2 separate regions of the Gossypium hirsutum genome follow, and region 2 is linked to region 1. Evidence: chromatin contacts called from public Hi-C data. All regions are on one chromosome and are shown on one strand. The core of a region is the stretch at or near the end of the contact, and the rest is flanking DNA. Distances in the headings are between cores, read along the strand shown.

Region 1 (4,870 bases), core at 869-3,368:
CCATCAATTGTTACAAGGGCTTCTTCATTTCATTTCCTCTTGAACTTTTCTGAGTTAGTCAAGATCGCCACCGTGTCATGGCTTTATCAAGGAACAATCTCCTCTTGTTATAATTGATTGAATTGAAAGTTCGAACTACCGTTCTGAAGAAGAAAATGCGTTTGGAAGACTCCATAATATTTTCTTCTTCCAGTTTAATTAGCTTCAACTCCCTCACCAAATTCTTGCAAAAATGTTCCCAAATAAAGAGTCTAAGAGCCACCAAAATCCTTCATGCTGTCTTACTTAGAAAAGGCTTGTTTTCTGTTTCACCCAATATCCACAGCGAACTCATTTTCACATATGCCGCATGCCTGGAAAGCAAAACCAGCATTAAAATCTTAACCAATTACTTCAAATCCATAAACCCCCCAAACCCATTGCCCTTTAATGTAATAATATCTGATTTTTCAAAAAATGGGTTTGCGTTTTTTGCACTAAAAACTTTTTCTTTTATGCACTTTAATGGCATTTCTTTGGATACTTATGCTTTGTGTAGTTCCATATCAGCGTCATCTTCATTGAAGAAAGCTGAATTTGGTAAACAAATTCATTCTCACGTGGCGAAATCAGGTTGGACGTCGAGTGTCTTTGTAGGCAGTGCTCTAGTTGATTTATATGCAAAATCGTCACTTATCGAAGATGCAGCTGTGATGTTCGATGAAATTCCTTTTAAGAACTCCGTTTGTGCAAATGCACTTTTATCAGGATTTTGTGAGGCTAAGTTGTGGATTCAGGGACTTGTACTTGTTAGGAAGATGCCTGGATTGAATTTGGATTATGACCATTTTACTTTATCGGCTATGTTACGTGCATGTGCAGGGCTTTCGGCTATTGAATTGGGGAGGCAAATGCATGGATATTTATTCCGTAAATTTTATAATTTGGTGGAGGATGTATTTCTGCAAAGTTCATTGATTGAAATGTATGGAAAATGTGGGTTGGTGATGCAAGCTTTCCAAGTTTTCAGTTTGGCAGGGCTGAGATTGGGGAGGGAGAAAAGAAGGGATGTTGTTCTTTGGACTTCAATGCTTGGTGTGTATGGAAGAAATGGACACTATGAAGACTTGATTTTGTTATTTAAAGAGATGTTGAGGGAGGGTATTAAGCCTGATGAGGTGGCATTTGTAACAGTCATCTCAGCCTGTGGTCACACTGGACAAATAAGACTAGGCCTTGAGTATTTTGATTGCATGACTCATGTTTACAAGTTGATTCCTGGTCCAGAGCACTACAGTTGTGTGGTTGATCTACTATGTAGGGCTGGTGAGTTAGAGAAGGCAATGAAGGTGGTCAATGAGATGATGCTTCAGAAAGGCCACAACAATGGCAGTGTTTCCTTATGGGTGGCTTTACTTAGTGCTTGCAGTGATCATGAAAATGTTGAGTTGGGTAAATTTGCTGCTCAAAAGGCACTCGAGTTGGATCCTCAGAATGTTGGAGTTTATGTTAAGCTATCAAATTTATACGCTAGGTTAAGAATGTGGGATGAGATTGGTCAGTTAAGGGAGACAATGAAGCAGAGAGGATTAAAGAAAGATACCGCATTTAGTTGGGTAGAAGTCAGTGGTTGAATAGAGCAGGTATCAGTCATGAAGGAGACATGTAGGATGTAAATGGTTTCATTTGAATGAACATGTGGGATTCTGAAGCATGCAGTTTAGAAGGGTGAATACGTTGATAACTTCATGTTACAACATGCTTTGGAGGAAACTGCAGCATCTTCATTTTGGCTGCTTTTATGGAGCTTGCAAGGATTGTGTTGTATAAATTATGTTTAGTGCACATCATTTTCACGTTAGAATTCCAAAGCTTTAACCTTATGAACACGGCCAAGATTTCATAGGCATAAAAGTTTGGAATTAAATTCCAGTTTGGGGCAATTTAATTTGTTCCTTATTTCTCTGTCGGGGCTGCTGGGCCAACTACAAAAGGGCCAGACTCAAGCTGGCCAATCCTACTGAACATAACATTAAAAATAAGGGCCTTTTAGTCATTCTATGGTGCACTTGTTCGTCTGTCACATTACATGTTGCTCTATTATTGGCTAAAATCATGAGTGTTATAGAAACCTCACTTACGCAATCAATTCCTCAAACCCCATGCCCTGCAAACCAGGCACTGTAACTAAGGTGAAAGAAAAACCCTAATTTTCTTTCTAGTTGAACCTTGATTTCTCACGAGGTTGAGCCGATTTTCTTACATGATATGATAGATACTTCATTGTCGAAAAAGAAAGATCCAGATCAGCCGGAGATTAGCTTGCCCACGCTCAAATCACAGCGCACCAAAATGGGCAAATCCGAAGACAGTGAAAAGAAGGTAGTCTTGAAATCTCAATTCAATTTCGGACTCAATTCACCTAAATAACATCACCCCAAGAAGCCAAAAAGCTGTCTTTTTTCTTTTCTTTCAAATTTCCGTGTTCAGCTATTTGACTGATGTTTAATTGAATTTTGGAGCTACAATTTGTCATCATTTAAATTTGGAGTTTTACCCAATATGTCGGCAATCAAAATGATGTAACCTATGAAAAGAGAAATTAGTTTTCAACCTGGTTGCACTAAAAAACTATGATTTGAAATGTTTTTATTACAGAACAAGTAGTTCTTTTGTCAGGAATATCTTATTGTTGTATTTTTTATGATTCCGGTGCAGAAGAAGATCAAAGATGTTGAAATAAGTGTTCCTATCGTATATGGTAATGCTGCATTTTGGCTTGGTAAAAAGGCAAGCGAGTGAGTATTTGCTTAACACTTGGAACTTTTGGAACTTCTGCTTTCTTCTTTGGTTTGTTATTTGCACGTTTCAGTTACGTTTGGTTTGTATTTTCAATGCTTGATTCAGGTATCAATCGCACAGATGGACTGTGTATGTTCGTGGGGCAACGAATGAGGATCTTAGTGTGGTTGTAAAGCGGGCTGTTTTTCAGTTGCATTCCAGTTTCAATAACCCAACAAGGGTTGTGGAGTCTGCTCCATTTGAGTTATCAGAATCAGGGTGGGGCGAATTTGAGATTGCCATTACACTATTCTTCCATAACGATGTTTGTGAGAAGCCCTTGAACTTGTGAGTTGCTTTGCCTGTTAATCTGGTTTTAGTTAAGTTGGTTTATTCCAGAAATAGCAGAGGTTTAGTCCTAATACAGTCATTGTTTAATTAGGACATTGTTAAAGATATGTAGGAGAAGAACATACAATTATGTAGCACTAGAAAGAACTTCTACTCGTTTTAATTTTGATGTTGTTAATAGTCATTTGGCCTACAGTGGATAACTCTTACCATGAAAGACTACTTTACTGTTGATGTGTCTCAGTTGGTAATCAAGTGTAGAAAATTAATGATTTGGTTATATTTAGATATAACTGTGAGATACATGAATTACTTTATTTGTTGTTTTCCATTTTATATTATTCAATTTCTTAAGGAGTTGGCTGGAATCAAAGTAAACATTTTAATAATCAGCAGATATAATGTTCTGATTATGTTGAATTAATGTTGGATTTTCTGACATTCCAACCCCCCCCCCCCCGCGCGCGCCGTACTGAAGATATTTAGTGAGTGCTGGAATTTTCTCGCAATGATTCAGTTTTTAACTAACAATTCTTGCTATCAAAATCACATATCACCCACTCCATTGATGGAAAACCAAAAATCTAAATAAAGCCTCAAGGCAAAATGTTGATATTAAAATTTTATTCTCCAGATATCATCATCTGAAGTTATACCCAGAAGATGAATCTGGCCCCATGTCGACCAAAAAACCTGTTGTTGTGGAATCCTATGATGAGGTTGTATTCACAGAACTGTCAGAGAGTTTTTTAGCTCGTGTGCAGAATCATCCAGCAGTAACCTTCCCCAGGTTACCAGCTGGTGTTACTTTACCACCCTCGGGTTTATTCCTATGCCTTGTCTTTGAAATTTTTTGTTTGGTGTTAATCTTATGTTTCATGAGGATACCTCTAAATTGCTTGCAGTATCAACTGAAGATGAAAGTAAAAAGAAGAGAGGTGACACTAAGGACCATCCCCTAAGCCAGTGGTTCTTGAATTTCTCTGAAGCAGATGAGCTATTACAACTTGCAGCTGCTCGTCAGCAGGTAAGCAAGCATGATTTTTACTTCCTAGGATGAGTTTCCTATTTGTGAAATGTGAAATGCAAAGCATCTTTACTTTTTCTATTTCCAGTTACATTTGGTTTGTTCACAAACTTGTTCACCGACATCTTTTCAAAATAATTGGCCCATTATCATGTAAAGATGTCAAGAAATTCAAATGTTTGGATATTTTAACTGGAATGTGTAGGTACAAGCTCATATTGCTAAGCTCAGGCGACAAATTAGCTTGACCGACGGGCAGAATCAACAGTTCAAACCACTCTGAATAGTGAATTTACAGTAGTCTTGGAAATTTTGAGACTTCCACTTCCAGTTTAAATTGATTTTGCGGCAAAGGCACGTGATGGCATAGTAATGTAACTGAGATATGTATTTTCTAAGACTTTGCTGAGTTTTGTCTTGTTTTCTTCCTTTTCATGGCTTTTGAGCTCTGAACTAATAAAAGCATGGCAAAAGGAACAGTATCTACTATTTCTTTCTTTAATAGAAGGTAAATTCACTAGTTAAAAAAACACCAGTTTCTGCTAGTTCTCCTTGAAGATATACAAGTATATACTGCCTGAAAGTAAAATATAGTGGAAAATAAGAACTAGTCCTTAAATTTTAGTTTTTTGCAGTTTTCTGATAAGATGCAGTGCTACAGTTCACTGTCATGCTAGGAAAACTCATGACAATGATTTAGTCTAATCCCAAAAGACTAAGGGTGCGTTTGGT
Region 2 (5,032 bases), core at 1,796-4,295, 51 kb after region 1:
ACAAATAGGGGCTAAACTATAAAATATGTGAAAATAGGGGCAAAACTATAAAATCTAAAAAATAAGGGCTAAACTATAAAATCTAAAAAATAAGGGAAAATTATAAAATTTGAAAAATATGAGCAAAACTGTAAAATCTTTAAAATAGAGGAAAAATTGTAAAATCTAAAAAATAGGGCAAAAGTGTAAAATCTAGAAAAATAGGGGCAAAAGTGTAAAATATGGAAAATATGGGAAAAACTATAAAATTTGAAAAATAAGGGACACAAGACCGTGTGACCGGACCGTGTGAAAAGTCCTGGACTGTGTGGAGGGGGTACATGACCGTGTGGTTGGGCCGTGTAACAAACTGAGGCCATGTGAGAATCAAATAACCTAAGGTTTTAAGGGAATCTGGTCCGGGGTACCTAAAATAGATCATTCAAACGAGTTTTACACATGAATCAATAATGAATTTCAATATTAAACAAGATTATCAAGAGTTTTGGCAAAATTCACAATGGATCGTAATCAAATCGAAAGATTAGCGAGATCCGACGCTATTTTAGAATTTACGAGTTCTTAAAAATCTAAACGAGAGTACTTACCTAAATTTTGATGAAAATACGGGATACGATTGTCGAAAATTTCGAAACCAGTGAAGAAAACTAGTTAACGAAAATCCATTTTAAGTCGGGCTAGAAAAATAATTTTCAACAAAAAGATGTAAATTTTGATAAAAGAAAAGAGAAAAAGAATAATACAAAGAGAAGAGGGAAAATCCTATTTAGGGTTGGAAAGAAATTGAAATCCATGTCTAATTAGGAGAGTAGATATTTAGAATTTTGGAAATTCTAAGGGGTTGCATTGTAATTTCTCCTTTTTAGCCGAAATTAAAAGAATATGAAGGGAAAGCGGGTCTTGAACTTGGGTTTAAAGGGAGAAGAGAAAATACTTAACCAATTAGGTTACTACCTACACTTGGCTATTTTCTACTCTATTTAATATCTATTCAAGTATGATTTTGATCATAGGTTACTGGAAAAAAAAATAAAGAAAAGAATTGGAAGAAATGTGATTTAAACCTCTAAGACCTTTAGGGAATAAATTAAACACTCGATCATCAAGCCTATTCATTTACTTAATCATTTTTTGTAATTAACCTTTTATATTTTTGAGTGTTATAAATACAAAATAGAGAACTTTTGAAGTCAGAAGTACTTTTGAAAAGCGTTTTTCAACCTAAAAGCAAAAGCAATTTTTTCTAACTTTTGCTTTTAGCAAAAACGCTTTTAAGAACAAATGACAATTTAACTTTTATAAAATATTTTATATAATATTTATATTGTGTATGTAATTATTTTCCTATTGAAATTTATTTTAAATATATAATATTATATATTTAATTTTTTATTGGTTATAATTTAATATTTAAAATTTAGTTTATATATTCGAATTAAATTTTATAAATAATTAATATTAATTACTTAAAAATATTTAAAATTTATATTTCATATATTAAAATATTAACAACTAATTATAATAATTTATTTTTTATATTCTTACTAAAATATAATAATATTAACTAATTCGAACATTATTTAAATGCATATTTGTTACTTTATAACACAATATCTTTAATGGACATTTTATTTCTCAAAAGTATTTTTTTACAGTAATATTAAATACTTAAATTTTAAATCAAATTTTTTAAAATCATTTTTCCACAACACTTTTTAAAAGTACTTCTTAAAAGTAATGCTAAACTAGCCCTTAGTGAAGTGAACGCCTCGAATGCACCATCGGAAACACTCTTCGACTTAACACTCATGAAGGCCCCACTTATTAATCGTAATCTCTGACTCTAACTATTACGTCTCATCCTAGATAATTAAAAGTATGTCCAATCGTTACCCTACTTAAGCATATAGTGACATACCACTTAGTCATGTACCACCGACCCACTTGTAAAAGCTCAACACGTGGTGCCATGGAACCAACTATCATGATATATATATAATCTACGCATTTTATAAGACAAATTTAAATTGTGTTATTAACTATAAAAATAAAATGAATTATTACATTCAAAATTAAAAATATTTATAATTTAAAAATATTAAAATTATTTGAATTAATCAGAGCCTACTTGATTTGAGCTGATCTAAATACTAAAATTTTTGAACCCAAAAAATTTGAATCTAAAAAAAATAATTTTTTTAAAAAAAAAGTCTTATAGGAATCTACCTAAACCATCTACACATCTTGCTCAAATTTCATATATTAAATTAAATGAATAATTATCTTGAAATACCAAACATAAATTTGAGTATAGAAATGAAGCCAAAATTTTGACTTGATTGATAGAGACGGATTACATAGGCGGAAGGACCTAAAGGTTAGGTCAATGATGCTTTCTTTTCTGCATCCCAACCCCTCTGTTTTTGTTTCATCCTCATTTAGGCATATTTGTTGCAAAGTGAAGGAGAAACATGCGTAGACCTTAGAAAGAAACCTATGTCAAAAATGGAAATCAATTCGTAGTCTCATGTTTAGAAGTTGTACATTTTGTGTAGAGAGAAATTTATTAATTTTTGGAAACGACTAGCAATACAATTACTATTCAACTGTCAGCCATTGCTTTCGTCTCTGCAACTAACATGTTTTATATTCATATCACATTTTACTCCATTTACCTTCAGTATGCCACCTTGGTCAAAATCCATCAACTTTCTTAACAAATTCATACACTCAAAAGTACTTAGTTATCATCATATGGTCACCCGAATATTTATTGAATGATTTATAGACTGTAAGTTCCCATTTCCTCAGTATAAAGTGCCAAAAAAATCTTAAAATTTTCAATTAAAATATAATAATTTAAATTGGGCATGAAATTTTGGGCTTAGGCTCTTTATTCATGCCTACAATGGACTTTTTCTCCTCACCTACAAACCAAAATAATGATTTTTACAAGAAATTTGTTTTTCCCTCAGATACTTAGGATCCAGCATTCTTGGACAAAAGAGGCTTGTGACCTCCAAAACTCCCGATGTTGTATTTTTCTGTGAGACTCGTTTGATGGGCCTTCCTAGTACACAATCCAACATGATAGGTTGTTTTCTGGTGGATTGTGTTGGAAGGAATGACGGCTTGATTATGATGTAGAAGGGGGGGTGTCTCTGGATTACAATCATTTTCTGATAATCATATTAACATGCTGGTTCTGCAAAATGGACAAGTTATATCAAGGCATACGGGCGTGATAAGCGGCTTAAGGAAGAGTTATGTGCTCGAAAAATTGAGTTTAGAAAAAAAAAATATAGTGAAAAATTAAAATTTTAAAAATTAAGTTGATTTATGATATTTATAGTAATAAATTTTTCTTAAAAAATATATGTTCTTTGAGCGAGACGGATCCTATACATTCCCGACTTTCACCTGAACAACTTTTCCCGCTATTCTCGTATCACGAATTACTTCAAGCCTTAGTTTAAACAATCACGAACCAAACATAGAATCATAAATGTTTTATTGCTTTAAGTAAGAAAGCAATTCTCTCTTAATAGAAATCGGTAGAATTGTAATTCCCAAAAAATAAAATTTATTCTTAAAGAATAAATTCTCACTACTTTCTGGCAAAATAACAATATTTGGAACTTCTGTTAAACTCTTATATTAATAGTTCTACTAATGTCATCTATTTATAGGGAGAGATAAGAGAATCTTGGTTAAATTAATAAAATATAAATAATATTATTTAATAGAAAATAATGTTTTATTCTAAGTAGAACAGGGTGAGTTGCACACCCTACCCTAGTAAATAATACTAGGTATGTCACCCCTCTTTTATAATTGAGAGGATTTGAGCCTCTCTTGTATTGGATCCAATTACATGTGTTTCTTAAATTTTTAACCCAACACTTTATAATTTAATCTGACTCAATACATATTTTCTATTTCTCAAAATAAATATTATTTAATTAATTAATTTAATTAGATAAATTAATTTTCCAATTAATAACTTTCTCAACCTAATTCTAATTCCGTTAAAGTCATAACAACTTTATCGTAAAAAAATTATAAGGAAATATATTTAATTTTCATATTCAACAGATTCACAATGACTAATTAATTAAATAATAAATCGAAAACCATAAATTAATATCAAGTAATTTCTATACTCAATGAGAAAACATATACATTTGTGAATGTGACCGATTTCTCTAACTTCATTATTTCCATCCATTTCTGTTCATTTGGTTCTACATGCAATTCGTTTTTGGTTTCAATGAGCTAGCAAAGTGGCCAATTGAACATATGTAATTAAAGTTTATAAATAATTTATAATTAAGTTCTAGCTTTTAGCCTATTAATTATAAACTTATTTAGTCACGAAGTCATTCCACTAAATAATTTATAATTAAGTTCTATCTTTTCGAAATGTTGATAGAGAGGATTAAATTGAATCATTCACAAAATATTTAGGACCTTGTAATTGAATGTGACTTGGATAGAATTGGATATTATACCATTACTGAATTATTATTCGCAGCTAAAATGATACAGGATCGTCGAAAGGGAAATGAAAGGCGAAAGTCAATGATCAGTAATGCGAGCTTTCGATTTGTATTTCTATGACTCGAAACTAATTTTAGTTAATACATATTTATGGTATATTGCATTTTATAGCATTAAGGTAAGCTATTAATAGATATTGAATGAAAATGGTAAGAGTGGAAGTGAATATCGAAACATAGACTAAATTGAATAGAATAGAGAGATGCATGATTTAATTAATTCATGAAATTGGATATGAGTGGTGATAGTATATAAAAGAGCATGTACTTGGTAGAGTCCCTTGTATCTTGCTATGTTTGGAATATTTGAGTTAGAAGCTAATAATGCTTATAATTATGTTTTGCAAAGTTGGCAATAGAAGTTAGTAAATTTGATTATATGTTTTAATGTTGGTAGATGATAAGCTAGAATTCTATAAGTTTGGAATGGAAATGTGACATAAATGATTAGTGTTTTGTTGGCATAGGTGAAT

Evidence for each region. A called contact is a pair of places that touch in the nucleus more often than the background predicts.
Region 2: a Hi-C map of leaf shows a contact between it and region 1, with 2.9 times the contacts expected there. The contact joins the enhancer-like site here to the promoter of LOC107927880 in region 1. A contact is called at or near these places in 11 of 34 Hi-C or Micro-C datasets (anther, hypocotyl, leaf and 1 more).

The regions. Positions count from the first base shown.
Region 1 is chrA12:7,266,104-7,270,973 of Gossypium_hirsutum_v2.1, forward strand. LOC107927880 (transcription initiation factor TFIID subunit 14b) reads left to right here and starts at 2,119. Exons shown (of 6, transcript XM_016859004.2): 1 at 2,119-2,361; 2 at 2,698-2,777; 3 at 2,887-3,108; 4 at 3,746-3,933; 5 at 4,017-4,138; 6 at 4,344-4,658. The coding sequence starts at 2,248. The coding sequence ends at 4,421. LOC107927871 (pentatricopeptide repeat-containing protein At3g12770) reads left to right here and starts at 156. Exons shown (of 2, transcript XM_041082604.1): 1 at 156-2,171; 2 at 2,255-2,361. The coding sequence starts at 156. The coding sequence ends at 1,613.
Region 2 is chrA12:7,316,151-7,321,182 of Gossypium_hirsutum_v2.1, forward strand. No RefSeq gene overlaps it. Among protein-coding and RNA genes, the nearest start is that of LOC107927904, 13 kb to the right of the region's middle. Within about 2 kb of position 3,046, at least 2 of the 9 cell types and tissues checked have an H3K27ac peak or open chromatin away from gene starts, as enhancers often do. A contact at or near this core is called in hypocotyl and leaf, where this site is marked.